3 separate regions of the Mus musculus genome follow, and regions 1 and 3 are each linked to region 2. Evidence: chromatin contacts called from public promoter capture Hi-C data. All regions are on one chromosome and are shown on one strand. Each heading gives the region's core, a stretch centred on a gene start, on an enhancer-like site or on the middle of the called end of the contact. The rest is flanking DNA. Distances are from core to core; before and after follow the strand shown. Region 1 overlaps Inpp5f (inositol polyphosphate-5-phosphatase F). Region 2 holds the start of Rgs10 (regulator of G-protein signalling 10). Region 3 overlaps Inpp5f (inositol polyphosphate-5-phosphatase F).

Region 1 (2,858 bases), core at 47-2,546, 210 kb after region 2:
CTTATGTCTGTCTCCTCAGAGTTCCTGGGCCAATCTATTTATTCTAACCTGAGTTCAGCTACTTGCTGGTTTATGTCCATCTCCTCAGTGTTTGTGGTGAATCTCCCATGCTTCTGATTATTTCCCAGAATTCTCTTTATTTCTGCTGAATGTCCCACCTCCTATTTTCTGCCTCAGCTCATTGGCCATAAGCTTTTTTTATTGACAGGTGATGCTTATTAATAGATTCTCTCTACAGTGTATGTGTGCTTGTGTGGGGAATAGTGAAGTGGGAGGTTGGCTGCTTGTATCTGTGCACATACAGAGACCAGGAAGGAGACTTTTGTATAGTCTTCTTTTTTGGTTGACCTATTCCATTGAGTCAGGGTCTCTCCCTGAACCCGGGGCTATGTTTTCTTAGCTAGGCTAGGAGCTAGCAAACCCTAAAGATCCTTGTGTCTCCACCTTCACCCCCAAATTGGGGGCTGGACACCCAGCTTGTTATGTGGGTCCTGGGATTCAAACTGTAGACTTCATGATTGATCAGCAATCACTCACTGCCTAGTCATTTCTCCTGCCCCTATCTGGACTTAGAGCAAGCATACCTTTGAATGATAATCCCCACCTTGCTTCTTTAGTTCTGTATCTTCTGAGCTTGAATCCTTGCAGGTATTTGATAAGTCTTTCCCTAACAATGGGACAGATTCCAGAGCACATCTTCAATAGTCCCTCTTTTCCTTTCTATGAAGCTGTTACAGTTGTGACCTCTGGAGGTCAGAGTGTCAGGGTTAAGGAAGCTGGTGCTCCTTCTTCAGCAGGAACATCTGTGCTGGCAGATGTGAGACTTGCCATGTCTGATACAGGCTTGACAGACTGGTCACTGGAGTAAAGGTTAGAGTAAAGCATTTAAAAGTAACAGAGATAAAAGCAGTTAAGCCACAATTGATGCTAGGCAAGGAAGGCTTTTTTAAGCTTTGAGATAGATTTGTATAAAAGATAAAAACACAGCATCTGCAAAGAAGTCAAAGATTTAAAGTCCTAAGTACACAAAGGATTCATAGGTCAATAAGAAATCTACTCTAGGGCTTCACATTTGCTAGTGTTAATCCCATTGGTCAAGAATAAGACCCGTTTACAATTTAAAGCTAGTTTTAATTAAATACTCACCAAGATTGACTCTAGTCATGTCCAGAAAATGGCCACAAGTCATGTTTTGTAGGGGCGTAACAAGGCAAAACCGATCATTCATATTTTCTATTAGTTCCAGTTAGGGACAAGCATACATCCTGATGCATTTCCTGCCCATGTACCTCCCACCCACATGTGATCAAGCACATCCCATCAGATGGGTCAAACAAACCTAGGAAAAACAGGAGCTTATTCTTAATTGTAAGCAGAACTCTCAACCTGCAGGTCTATTTTTTCTGTTTTTTAAAGATTTATTTATTTTGTTTATGTATGTGAGTACACTGTCCTACTGCTGTCTTCAGACACACCAGAAAAGATCCCATTACAGATAGTTGTGAGCCATCATGTGGTTGCTGGGCACTGAACTCAGGACCTTTGGAAGAGTAGTCAGTGCTCTTAACCACTGAGCTGTTTCTCCAGCCCCTCCTGTTTTAGTCTCACAGGGAAATTAAAGATACAAACAAGAAGGCCAAAGCAGGGGGATGGCATACACGAGGAGATCGGTGTAGAAGGAGGAAAGCAGCTACTTTTATAGTTAAATAGAAAATAGCCTATTTCTAGGTAATGGATGCCATTAAATTAAGAGATTAAAAGATCCTGGTAAATTTTAGGCCAGGTGTAGTAGGGCTGCATACTTTTAATTTAATCTCAGTATTTGGAAAGCAGAGGCAGGTGGATCTCTCTGAGTTCAAAGTAGCCTAGGTATATAGTGAGCTCCAGGACAGCAAGGACTACCTAGAGAGAGATCCTGTGTGTGTGTTTTTAAGTTTACCTGCATATATATGTAAATATATGTACATATATATATATATATATTATACCTATATGCAGGAAAATTATATATAAGTAAACTTTAAAGTAAACTTTTAAATATGCTTTTGGCAGAAATCAATGTGACATAACATTTAATAGAAGTAATTTGGTAATGCTTGAGAGCCTTATTTTTTTTTAATGTTGTGACTACTACTTTCATTTCTAGGAATCTATCTTAATGCTATTAAGGATGGAGACAAATAAAATATTTGCATAAAATTCATCATTTATCACAGTATTTTTATAATAGAAAAAATCTTAATTAAAGATTTATGTGAAAAAGTACTTCCTTAAATGGAAAATTATGCCAGGATGTTCTATTTCTTTAAAAAAGATTTTTTATAAGATCTATTTATATTTTATGTGTTAAGTCTTTTGCTTGCATGTATGTTAGTAAGTGTACTCCATGTGCAGTGCCGTGGAGGTCAGAAGAGGGTGTCAGATGCCCTGGAACTGGAGTTCCAGTCATCTTGAGGGTTCTGGGAACTGATCATCCTTTGTAAGAGTCACAAGTGCTCCTAACCGTCGCACCATCGACCTGCACTCAGGTCCTGGCTGTTCTTCACTGGTAGGTTCTGAACAGACCAGGAGATCAGAAAACAGAGAAGATGGGAAAGTTGAGGCCCAGGAGGTCTCATATAAACTTTGTCTTATCTCAGCAAGTTTATTTTATCATACATACATCATATATACGGTTTGCAGGGAAAGGAGACAGAAGAAACTTTCATATGATGGTTGAAGTCAGCTGGATGCTAACCAAGCAATGCTTCACAAAGGGAACACAGGACACTTCATGTGTGTCACAGAACAAGTACGCATGCAGCATCCTTGGCTCTGATAACCATAACGCTTTAGGTCAGTGGTTCTCAACCTGGGGG
Region 2 (2,987 bases), core at 297-2,796:
ACACATACACATGATAAATATGATCTAAAATAAAATTTAAGTATGTAGTTAAGTCCACAGCTTCCTGAAATCCACTGTTCCAGCCTTGATGTCTGACATATGTTGATATGTCCCACCACAGTTCATTTCAGTCCACCTATGACGTAGCAACCAGTTCCCAGATGCCCTGAACATTTAGCAATTGGTTCTTGCAAGCTACACTGAGCCAGCACCAGCACAGCTCTGCGGCACAGAAAGGTCCAAGGACATTCATTATTCAGTGTGGCGGAGTGGCAGAGTCAAGGTTGGAGTTTAACTCCGGTGCCTAGAATCTGACCACCACTCAGTGTCAGCCATCAGCATCACAAGGGAATGTGACCACTCGGGAACACTAATGGAGCATTTCAACGCATATTAAGACAACAGTGCAAACTCTTTACAATAACTCTATGGAATCTGACTTTAGTGGGGTTGTCTTAAATAATTAATGAAATGATTTGCATGTGGCTGATGGGGGGGGGGGAGTCTCCAATTAAGCACTTAAAGCTACCCTTTGCACATCCCCAGTCACAAAGAAGTTGCACAGCTGTCGAGTGGTGGCCAAGGGATTGGGTCTATGTCTGATTGCAGCCGCTTAACCACGTTTGATATTTACGTGAAAAGAGGAAACCGGCTAAAGCGTAGTGAATCTCTGGGCGACAGAAAAGCAAGCCTTTGAACCCCGAACCCAGAGTCAAGCAAATAAACCTACGTTTAAAAAAATCCATCAGCTAAGAGTAGAGCAGGTTACCCAACACCCTGGCTTTAGAGCCCCACCCCTCCGACGCGGCTGCTCTAATGGTGAAGACAAGAGAAAGCACACAAGGTGTCAACACAGCTCCTGGCCACAACCTAAGCCATCAAAGAGTGTTAGGTGTTATTAAGAACAAAAAGGATGGCACGATTCAAATCACCATTTCTGCACCGTGGGTTCTTTGTCTTGCCAAGTTGCCCCAAACTGTGGGTCAGGCAGGTTCAGGGGGAAAAACAAAGTGACTCCCCCGCCGTGTCACACAAGTTCCTCCCCCGCCCTGGTGTGCAGCCACCTTGGGACTCCACTTTTTTTGGCGCCGCGGGGCCGGCCACTCCGGGGATGCAGAGGTCCGGCGGAGCATCCTTCCCATTCCGCCCGAGAAAGAGGCTGCACGCAGGAGGGAAGCCTGGCTTCCCACGCTGCCTCGGAGTGAGGGGCTGTTAATGTGTCTCCCGTGGTTCCCAGACCTTCTCTAGAAAGAAAGCTGCTCTGACTCCCGCTTCAAGCCCAACTTCCTCCCCGGGCGGCTCCCCGGCTCTGCGCTCCCGCCGCGGCTGGGACAGAGCGAGCGGGGAGGAGCGCGGCTGCTGTCCGGGCGGCACAGCGAGCCGCGCCAGGGGACCCGGCGACCCCGTCCTTCCCGCGCCCAAGCGCCCGCAACCGCTTACCAGACGGCGGCCGCTTCCTGCTCAGTCGGCTCACGGCGCGGGTGAACATCGCCGCGGGCGTCCAGAGGACGGAGCAGCCGGGCAGCGCGGCGGCTAAGCCCGAAGAGGGCAAGGAGGAGGAGGAGCCCGCGCGACGCCGCCCCTCCAGGCTCCGCCCGCCGCCTCCTCCCCGCCGCGCTCCCCTCTCCCTGCCCACCCGCGCCCGTGGGCACTGGGTCCAGCCCTCAGTTACCCGCGCAGGGCAGGGCGCGGTGGCCCCGGGTGACCCTCAGCTCCCGCGCACATCCCGGTCCCTCCCCTCGCGGCCTGGAGACATACAGCGTTCGGTGTCCCTGCCAGGCCCGAGTCACCTCCCAGATCGCCCCCGGGTCTACCCGATTCCGTGGGCGCGCGGCCTGCTCACGCCGCGAATGCCCGGGAGGCGTCACCAGAGTCCCGAGCCAAGCCGCCGCGAGTGGGCGCCCACTCTGGCCCACGCCACGCCTGTGCCGGGGCTTCCAAGCCCCGGGACAAACCTCGGAGAACGCTGTCTGGAGCCTCTGCGGTTTCAGAGTGGATCTGAGCGCGCCAGCACATTTTTTAACTTGGACGACACTTGGGTGCAGTCTCAGGAGAACCTTTGCGCTCAACTACCGGAATCCTGTAGATCCCAGCGCCGGGCTCAACGCTCCTCCTGGTGCCAGTCACCTGCTCAGCGCCGCGCTCCACGCTCATCTAGTTTCCCATTTCTTTTTACCAAACAGCCCAAGAGGGGGGTGTCGTTAGCCCCATTTTCTTGAGCATTCGGTTTGCAAGGAATTGTCTTTCTGGCGAGTTTTATTTTTCTCCTTGTGGGTCTGGCTTTGTCTCGAAATTGGTCTTTATTTTTAGCTGTGCTAATTGCTATTTTTCTAAACCATTCCCCAGTCGCCCCCCCAACCCCCCGCGCGCGTTCTTTCGCAGGATTTTCACTAGTTGGCACTTTCCTTTATATCTTCTATTCTGAGCTTCCCATTTTGCTCTATTTTCCTCCCTTTTTGTCCACCCTGCAGTCCCAACGCCACCTCAGCCCTGGCCCTCTGTGGTTATTCACCATCTCTCTGCCTACCCTTCCCCACTCCATCATTTCCAAACACGGCCATTTGTGCTATCCAAAGAGGATGTTCCGTCCCCTGAAGGCTGCAGAGGTCTTCAGCTGCGGCTTGCAGGTGAGCACCATCAGTGTGGCTTCCAAGCCGGGGTTTCTGAATGTCTCCAGCTGCTATTGCCGCCCGCCCCCCCCCCAAGCTTCCTGGCCATTGAAATAGCTCTTGGGTCATAGGCTCTGTAAAAGCTGAGCCTAAACCGACACAGACACAGACATAATGGTGCTCTCCTTTAATCCCAGCAACCCCAGCACTCCGGAGGCAGAAGCAGGAAGATTCTTTGAGTTAGAGGACACCCTGATATACATAGCAATGTCTAAGGCAGCTACATAGAGAGTCAGAAGGAAGGAGTCAGAAGGGAGGGAGGGAGGGAGGGAGGGAGGGAGGGAGGGAGGGAGAGAGAGAGGGAAAGAGGAAGGGAAG
Region 3 (3,045 bases), core at 365-2,864, 250 kb after region 2:
AATAATGCCCAACCAGGAAATAGTTATTTTTGGGCTGGAGGGATGTCTCAGCGATTAAGAGTATGTACGGCTCTGCAGAGGATCTGGGTTTGGTCCCAGCACCCACTCACACAAAGAGAAGAGAAGAGAAGAGAAGAGAAGAGAAGAGAAGAGAAGAGAAGAGAAGAGAAGAGAAGAGAAGAGAAGAGAAGAGAAGAGGTGACATGACATGTGTCTTCAGTCCCAGCACTCTGAGCCAGGGGCAGGAGGATCTCTGTGAGTTCGAGGCCCTGAATGTGTAATCTCAGGGCTCTTAAGGAGAGCTTGGACGTGGAGAAAGGAGAATCCTAGAGCTCTGTAGGCCAGCTTGCTGTAACCAATACAGACACTGCCCCAAACAGGATGGAAGACAAAGGCCTACATCTAAGGTTGACCTCTGACCTCTGCACATGTGCTATGCTGTGTATTCACCACACAAAGATACATACATGTACAAAACAACAACGCTAACCATAATGGAAAGGGACTAACTTGATTTTTACTTTACGATTTTTTACTATTTGTTATTTCTGGTTATGCACAATTGAAACGCATGCATAAAATAAATACTTTTTAAAAAGGCATTATGAAGAGAATGAAAGGTAATTCAGAGATTAGGGGAGGCTGGAGAGTTAAGAGCTCTTGTAGAGGACCCAGGTTCCAACCCTAGAATACATATGGTGGCTCACAACCATGAGTAAGTCCACTTCCGGGGAATCTGACACCTCCTTTTGAGCTCTGAGGGCAGCAGGCACACACATGGTACACACAGGTACATGTAGGCAAAACACACATAAAATAAATCTTTAATAGTTAAGATTTGGTCTGTTATCTCGCAGCACATTTAAATGTCTTCTAAACCCATTAAAAAGGATGTACAATACAAAAAAAACTGGACAGAATAATGTAACAGGATTTTATGTACAAGGATATTTTATAAAGTCAAATCCATCAGAGAAGGTGCGTCATCTCATTAATCATCAGGGAAATGCAAATTAAAGCCATGACTCACACACTGGGGAGCTGAGGGGAACCGCTGAGAAGCGTCAAGTCTGGGAAAGGATGCAGAGCAATTAGCACTTAAATCGGCAAACAGGACTCCAAGTGTGCTCAGTCACGGGTGCTTATGCAAGAGCCTCACTGCAGCATCAGAGCCAGCGGCTGCTGAGGGCGGCATGAAGGACTGGATGTGGTCAGGAATGATTTGGTCTTATTCTGCATTGAGTTCCTTAATAATGTGTTGATTCGTGTTGATTCATGCATTATTGATATTCCTAATTGTAAGTAGCATTAGAAAGAATAAGCCATATTTAAATGCAACACAAATTGTTAAAAGGAGCAATACTGAGGTGTGCACGCCAGGAAATAACCTCTTCCCACACTTGTCCCTGCTCCCCGTTGACGCACGTCAATATCTAGAGGCGGGCGCTGAGCAGACACCTCCTGGCCTCCAGCAGGAGCCTGGCAGTGTTCATTTATCTGTGTTATCTGTGTCCTTCTCCTGGGTAATTGCTTTCTGCGATGAGGGGCCCACGGTCAGGGTGACTCATCCGTGTGGCTGCATTGCGCTAGCTCATAATTGGTTTAGGCTGGAGCTGTTTGACAGAAGGTCTGATGTGGGAAAAGCTTCCTGCTCTAATAAAAGATATACCGGAACCCACAGTGCCCCTGAGGCTGCTTTGTCAGGATTTGATGTTAGGGACTTTTGCATCTGTCTCAAGATGGTGAATGAAGCAGTCGGGCGTTTATCCAGTGTGCTGCTGGGGAAGCAATGAGGGAATGGCAGAGGGAAAGGCAGAAAGAACCCGAGTCCTCAGTGGTTTACTGAAGTCACTGCACTCAGCCTTGCGGCTTCCAGGCTTGCCTTGAGATTTGAGTTAGCAATCTATTGTTTGTAGCAAGGTCACCTGACACCCGCACATTCACCATGGGCTGAAGTCACAAAGAGCTGGCAGTGCACATACTGTTCTGCAGTGAAGTCTCTGGCTGTTAGTCTTTTCCCCAGAATTCTTAGGTTAGGCAGTGGTGGCACATGCCTTTAATCCCAACACCTCCGGAGGCAAAGGCTGGCAGAAAAAAGGAAAAGTTCTAAATTGGGAATGATGGTGTGTATCTATAATCCCAGCACTCAGGAGGAGACTATAGAGGTTGTAAAGGGGATTAGTCCAGCCTAGGCTATCCAGTAAATTCAAGGCCTGGGCTATATAAGAACTCAGTTTGAAAAAACAAATTGGTTATAATGGTGCACACCTTTAGTCCAGCACAAAGTGAGTTTGAGGCTGACCTGGCTTACATACCAAGTTCCAGGACAGCCAGGGCTACATAGTGTGACCCTGCCTCAAAAACAAAATAATCCAAAGTGAAGAGCTGGCAAGATGGCCCATCAGGTCAAGCACTTGATGGGCAAGCCTTATCACCCATGTGTACATTTTCATCCCTGGCACCCACGTAAGGGGGCGGGGCGTGAGAGCAGACGCCATAAAGTTCTCTAACTCTGCCCCCTGCACATGCTTATACATGTGCCCCCCACCGAGAGTAAAGACAATTTTAAAAGTCTAAGAATTAGGGAACTTGTTTTTGCAGAATGAATTTGTGAAGGCAAACTTGTTGAATTAAACAGCATATACACTTAAAGTTGATATTTAGCATTCAGAGATACTGCACCAGAAGCACTGAAAATCCTCAGACTTGCCCTGCCCACCCAACACAAGCAGCAGGAAATTAGAAACCGTTTTTAAGGGATCACACAGCTTCTATTCTCAGTAGCAATGGGACCCCGCTGTTGTTTTTCATGTTCACCAATGCTGACTCTGTTCAGTTATTTAAATTTACCCGTCAGTAGGTTAAAACCTCTTTTATATCCTGACATTTGCAATTTACTGTTAGTAGGGACTGTAGCATCTTGCTCACTGGGGTCTTTTGTACCCAGTTTTTTCTTACTCTGTTTATGGTACTCTATAAAGTGTTGATTTTCTGTGGCAAGTACATTCTCATGAGAGTTCCTTGTTTTGTTTTTTTAAACCTTTG

Evidence for each region. Promoter capture Hi-C pulls out the DNA fragments that hold promoters and counts their contacts.
Region 1: a promoter capture Hi-C map of the HPC-7 cell line shows a contact between it and region 2. The contact joins the enhancer-like site here to the promoter of Rgs10 in region 2. A contact is called at or near these places in 11 of 39 promoter capture datasets (the 3T3-L1 cell line, the C10 cell line, the HPC-7 cell line and 6 more), 2 of 484 Hi-C or Micro-C datasets (bone marrow-derived macrophages and nephron progenitors), 11 of 115 datasets of contacts at active chromatin or transcription factors (the 230-238 cell line, CD8 T cells, bone marrow-derived macrophages and 7 more) and 3 of 9 other capture datasets (adipose tissue, liver and macrophages).
Region 3: a promoter capture Hi-C map of embryonic stem cells shows a contact between it and region 2, with 34 read pairs. The contact joins the enhancer-like site here to the promoter of Rgs10 in region 2. A contact is called at or near these places in 11 of 39 promoter capture datasets (the C10 cell line, the HPC-7 cell line, HPC-7-derived erythroid cells and 8 more), 3 of 484 Hi-C or Micro-C datasets (bone marrow-derived macrophages, common lymphoid progenitors and embryonic stem cells), 10 of 115 datasets of contacts at active chromatin or transcription factors (T-cell acute lymphoblastic leukemia, bone marrow-derived macrophages, embryonic basal ganglia and 5 more) and 3 of 9 other capture datasets (adipose tissue, liver and pancreatic islet).

What each region holds. Positions count from the first base shown.
Region 1 is chr7:128,630,030-128,632,887 of GRCm38.p6, forward strand. All of the region lies in intron 1 of Inpp5f (inositol polyphosphate-5-phosphatase F), which reads left to right. Among named protein-coding and RNA genes, the nearest start is that of Inpp5f, 20 kb to the left of the region's middle. Within about 2 kb of position 1,297, at least 7 of the 459 cell types and tissues checked have an H3K27ac peak or open chromatin away from gene starts, as enhancers often do. A contact at or near this core is called in the HPC-7 cell line, where this site is marked.
Region 2 is chr7:128,416,626-128,419,612 of GRCm38.p6, forward strand. Rgs10 (regulator of G-protein signalling 10) reads right to left here and starts at 1,547. Exons shown (of 5, transcript NM_026418.2): 1 at 1,441-1,547. The coding sequence starts at 1,489.
Region 3 is chr7:128,671,022-128,674,066 of GRCm38.p6, forward strand. The region is part of intron 9 of Inpp5f (inositol polyphosphate-5-phosphatase F); the gene reads left to right. Among named protein-coding and RNA genes, the nearest start is that of Inpp5f, 61 kb to the left of the region's middle. Within about 2 kb of position 1,615, at least 186 of the 459 cell types and tissues checked have an H3K27ac peak or open chromatin away from gene starts, as enhancers often do. A contact at or near this core is called in the HPC-7 cell line, bone marrow-derived macrophages, embryonic basal ganglia and 6 more, where this site is marked.